Regions from separate parts of the Cricetulus griseus genome. Here region 1 is linked to region 2. A link is a contact called in public Hi-C data. All regions are on one chromosome and are shown on one strand. The core of a region is the stretch at or near the end of the contact, and the rest is flanking DNA. Distances in the headings are between cores, read along the strand shown.

Region 1 (2,700 bases), core at 53-2,552, 94 kb after region 2:
TCAGCCCCTGGAAATGCTTTCGCTGAACAGCAAGCCCAGGCTGTCAACCACTGCAGTGGAGGCCTTTGTTGGCAACTTCTCTGCCTGTGCACACAGAGGACTCATTCTTCCACAAAAGGCCAGGCAGCCTGCTGATGGGCCAAGCCAGTTTACACGGATGTTGCTCTCCAGAGGAAAGGCAAGCGAGCATGGATTGGTGCGGGGCATAATGAAGCCATTTATCTCTCTGCAGTTTTGTGTCCCTTCCCCAGTATATGCTGCCTTCAGCGTGCCTCCTGTACCACGCTTTGAGAGGCAATTCTTAACAGACTGAAATACCTCTGACACTCCTTCCTCTAAGATAAATTCCTGAATATACAACAGAGGCTCTTACAAGGTGCTGTCTCCAGCGTCCCTTGGGGGAAATGCTTTGAGGAGAAAGTAATGTCAATGACACCCCTCCTCACACCCACCTTTCCTTTGATCTCAGCGTATTTACCTGTGGCTTACTGGTATCAAGACAAGCTAGGAATGGAACATTGGGCTTTGAAATAAGTCTGGTTCTCCAATAGGCTCTCTTTGAAGTCAGATCCATTATGTATTGTTTATTGCCCTTTCAAGCATGCCCACATGGATTTCTAAGACTGGGACTCATCTTTACTTATTCAAAGGAATTCCAGTTTGTTTCCATATTGGCTATCTTTGAATATATATATATATATATATATATATATATATATATATATATATATATATATATCTCGAGTGAAATAGTGCCTCTGGAGTCCATTTTGTTCACTTTCAAAGTATTTTAACAATATACGTTAAGGGCAATTTTACATTCCCTCTACACCATTACTATCTTCCCAAGCACAATTATATGTCAAGTGAACGACTCAGAACTTCTTATGCCCTGTAATAAATCATCAGTGTAATGGGTAAAAAGAATTTGTCATTGTTCAGTGTGTATACAGAGTTATGTGGCATCTAACCTCAAATTTCTTTTAGATCATATATAAATACATAATAAAATAATAATACTCATTAGTCAACACCAAATATAAGTTCCAGATGTCTGAACATCAAAGTATTTATAGGCCTATAGGAACCGCCTTGAGACAGGAACCGCTTCTCGGGAATGGGACTGGGAGACAGGGCTGTGAAACCCTCTGGAGTTCTCTGAAACAAAAGCTATTCTTGTTTATACATAAATTATGAATGACTTTTTTTTTTTTTTTTTTTAAGGCTGACTCATTGGCCAGTACATGTGCCTACAAATCCGGTTTCACAGGCGAATGAGATCTGACTAGACTAACAAGAATTCTACAACAAATCATTTTTTCCCATTTTGTCTGGCGGTTCAGCCACTGCTCTTGTTAAGGCACAGCGGAGTTTGTTTCTTTGGCTACTTGCCTTGCCACAGACCCATACCACTTAGTTGCCAAGCAGGGGTTCGCTGCCCCAGCACATGGCAGAGCTAGGTGGTGGAAGAATGGACTCTTGTGCTAGGTGGTGGAAGAATGGACTCCACAGCTCCCTCAGGTGGTGGGACTGAGTGCTAGCAGGTGGGTCCCTGGAAGAAAGCCACCCCACACCCACCCCAGGCAGATGCCAATTCCAGAATTGTTCCCCTTCCCAACCCTCAACTTAGTAGCCTTGAATCAGCAGTGAGTATAGGAGAAGGGCCCTGGAGGCTCGGAGTGTGACTGTGCCACTTAGTCACTGCCTGATCTTTAACAAATAAGCTGACTTTCCTCTTAGAATTTCTCAGTCATACAATGAAGTCACACAGAATAACCTTTCAGGTCTGGTCCAGCGTCAATGAACTATGGTATGGTTTTGCTCCAGCTACACAGGAAGAATGAAATACATTTCAGGCTCATCAATATCAAGTCCCTGTCCCCTGTGGTCAATATTACTAATGAGTGGCTTCATTAATCATGATCCAATAGAGAATTTCACCAGCAACACAGATCTCCCCAAACTGGAAGCTAATTCTCTTCTGTAGGAAGGAGCAAGAGTGAGAGATGACAGGTAATTTCTGGGGATTTGAAATGGAAAATTCATGTCCATGTTACTTTACTTGTTGGCAATATATAAAAAGAAATAAACCAAACCACCTCTTGTCCCTTCCTGCCTCATCTCCCTCCACAGGAAGGAGAGAAAGGAGGACACTTCACACTAGCAGTGACTCAAACTCTCCAGGGACTGAGTCTGTGAATGTCAAGAATTGCAAACATGAGCTCTTCATCCAAGTTTTTTTTTACCCTAAATGCTTTCTGCTGATTTCTATAACCACCAAGAAGTATCCTCTAGAGAGAAGTGTTTGTTTCTTGAAGCATCACAGAGGAAGATCAGCATTTGACTCTGAGTTCCAGTGAGCTTTTTGGAGAAGCCATTTTGAGTGGAGATAATGAAACTTCTTTTCTACTTTGGCTTGGAGGGGATTTGTTTTTATCAGCACACTTGTCCCTTCTAAGAACCTTGAGGTGCTGGGGACATGGCTCGGTGGGGAAGAGCACTTCCATGCAAGTTTCTTCCATATGGGGAACTGAGGTTGAGTCTTCAGTAAATTTGTGAAAGAACCAGAAGGCATGGTCATGTGTGTTCATAATCCCAACATTGGGGAACAGAGGCAAAAAGATCCCAGGAACTTGCTGGCTGGCCAGTCAGCCTAGCCAAAAAGACAGACTTCCAGTTCAATGAGAGACACTGTCTCAA
Region 2 (2,700 bases), core at 115-2,614:
AGTATGTCTACATCCCTGCCTAGCTTGACACGTGACTCATGGGAACTTGGGCCAAGGTGTTGTCAGGATAAGTACCTGTTTATGTGTCTGTGGACTTGGGTGTGGGGAAGAAGGCAGGGAGGCAGGAGGATCCCTAATGTTGGCTTTGGACGCTAGTTGGGGAGGTGAACTTGGGGCAAGACCCTGAATCAGATCAGAGGTCATCTAGTCCAACCATTTTTCTGTTTAGATGGGAGGACCAACACCCCGGAAGATGTCTTGGCTCTACTCCAGTTGGAGTATTGCTGTCAGGGCTGACATCCAACTAACCCTTTTGTTCCCAATCTAAGGCTCTTTAAAATGATCTATTCAATTAATTAATTAACAAACATTACTGAGGCTACCATCTATTGAAACTTCTGGGCCATGGAAGACTAGGTGTGATTCAGCATGCTGCAGCTGGGGGAGGCAGAGGATGGCAGTTAGGGTAATTATTTGGGTATTGTGTGGATTTGAGTTGAACCCCATGTATCCCTTTTTCTAAATGAAGAAACTTGACAAATGAAAGTACATGCTCACCTCATAACACTATTGTGGTGCTTCAATGAGGTAATTCATAAAAACCTCTAAGCATGTTACCCGACGAAGAGTGTGGTCAGTACTAGGAAGTCATCAAGATAATTCTGTTGATGGCAGCCATTGGGGAAACAGTGCTCTCAGTGACTTGATTTGGAAACTACAAAGTCAGACAAAATATTCGGAGAAACTGACCTCAAAATAAAAGTGAAAGGTTCATTTCCTTCCTTAGTACAGTGTTGGCTCTAATCTGTGCACCTTAAAGCCAATGGCCATTTTCTGTCTTCTTGTAGAAGTGACGACCGAGAGGATAATGAGATGAAAAGAACTTCATCCAGGGTTGGGACAATGGCATTCCCAGTTCCTGGTCTTAGGCATCATATAAATCCTGCCACATTCACTTTTGACCTTTCCAATGAGTTTCCCTGACCCAGGTAACTGCCAACTCAGCCATGCCCTGATGTGGCCAAATCAGGGGCTCCTCCAGAGCTGGGCATTAGCTCCATACTGCCTCCCTCACCAGCTGCCATAAGCAGGTCACTGTTTCTCAGGCAGTTTTCTGGTCTCATTTGTCAATGAGAGTCCCATGGGGTGCAGCTCACCCTGGTTTCATGCAATGTTGCAATCGAAACTATTGAATCTCAAAATGGAATATAATTAAGGCTGGGTTAATAAAGCGTGTTCCACTCCTAGCCAGCAAAGGTGTCATGTTTCTCCTTGCAGATTTGGCAAGGAAACTTAATCTCCAGCTTTGTCTGGGCAGACTGAGTCATAGGTGTGTCATGGAGCGGAAAGCCTCTTGTTTTACTTGGTGTAGTCACTGTGCAGACACCTCCATCCCTGTGAATTTGTTCAGAGCACAGAGCCTGTGACAGTGCCCACAAGGGAGAGCTCATGTTTCCCTGGCTTTGGAGATTCACCTACCTCTGGTTAGTTAAAATTAGGGCCCTAAAGCTGACCCAGAAGTCAGTCCTCAGGCACAGTTGAGAGCATAGACAATAAACAAAAACAGAGTGTGTTTATTTGTCAAAGCAGCAAGCAGTTTTGTCTAGCCCTTTGCCATGTCTGTGTTCTTCTTTCTTCTTTTCTTATAGCACACTCTATTACTTATTCTTGAGGATGTAACATGACAGGCTTCCCCCACATCCCCAAGTTGAGATTGTTAACATTCATTAGGATTCCTTTAGTCTCAAATCACCAATATTGAATAATAAAAACAGCCACATATTATTATGGTCTAGGTTGAGTTGGGCATATTCCTATTCTGTCATCTGTCCATGCAGGCCTCATTTAGACCATACATGAGAAAACTGAGGCTCGAAGAGGGTAACCAAAAGCCTGGGATATGTAATTAATTCATTCACTCAGTACAGTTTATGCAACACCTGTTTGTTATGTGCCAGAAATTGTTTAGGCTCAGAAGTATATCCCTGAACATTCAAAAACATCTGTCTTCATAAACTTTGTGCTTTAAAGTACGTATAAACAACAAATGGATAAAGTATACAGTATGTTAGAAGGAGATAAGAGCAGTGCATGGGAAAGCAGGAGTGCAAGGCTGAGCTGGGATTTGAACCTGATCTTCTTTACATCTGGTTCGCTCCTAAGGCCTCAGTTGACCTCCAGTTTTTGCATCTTCTTGTAACTACTTCTTTCCCAGTCCCTCGCCTATTTTCAGGCTGTACATGGAGCAGTAACTTTTCCTGGTTCCATGTATGACATGCAGTCAGCATGTGACCTGGAGCTATACATTGACACAGGACCTGCCAGAGAGCACTAATTTTGCAGGAGTCTGTCCACTAATTTTGGAGACTGAGTTCTGACCCAAGGCAAGTGATGAAGCCTATAAAATCTGCAGAATGGGAAGAACCTAATGACTGTTTTTGGTTTTCTTTCAGCTCTCCCACAAGGACTGAAGACGGAGTGTGAACAAGGAATGTAGCACTTCTGGAGACAGGCACCTGTTCATCTCAGAGGTATGGGCACTGTTTAGAATCCCACTAGGCTCTGACAGTGTTCACAAGGAAGGCTTGGCCTTGCAGAAATGGGGTTGGTTTTACTGACAAAAATTTTCCAGTAGATTTTCTGAGCTTCCTCTTACAGATTCAGGGTCTGTGCGATGATGATTTCCTGCCATCTGGAACA

What was found. Hi-C and Micro-C count contacts between places; a contact is called where the count stands out from the background.
Region 1: a contact with region 2 is called in a Hi-C map of the CHO-K1 cell line, with 4 times the contacts expected there. The contact joins two enhancer-like sites. A contact is called at or near these places in 2 of 8 Hi-C or Micro-C datasets (the CHO-K1 cell line and fibroblasts).

What each region holds. Positions count from the first base shown.
Region 1 is chr2:87,479,564-87,482,263 of CriGri-PICRH-1.0, forward strand. It overlaps LOC103160568 (a long non-coding RNA gene), which reads left to right. Exons shown (of 10, transcript XR_004768252.1): 9 at 1,225-2,013; 10 at 2,134-2,700. Among named protein-coding and RNA genes, the nearest start is that of Actl7b, 330 kb to the left of the region's middle. Within about 2 kb of position 1,303, at least 3 of the 6 cell types and tissues checked have open chromatin away from gene starts, as enhancers often do. A contact at or near this core is called in the CHO-K1 cell line and fibroblasts, where this site is marked.
Region 2 is chr2:87,385,972-87,388,671 of CriGri-PICRH-1.0, forward strand. LOC103160568 (a long non-coding RNA gene) reads left to right here. Exons shown (of 10, transcript XR_004768252.1): 2 at 2,454-2,531. Among named protein-coding and RNA genes, the nearest start is that of Actl7b, 230 kb to the left of the region's middle. Within about 2 kb of position 1,365, at least 2 of the 6 cell types and tissues checked have open chromatin away from gene starts, as enhancers often do. A contact at or near this core is called in the CHO-K1 cell line and fibroblasts, where this site is marked.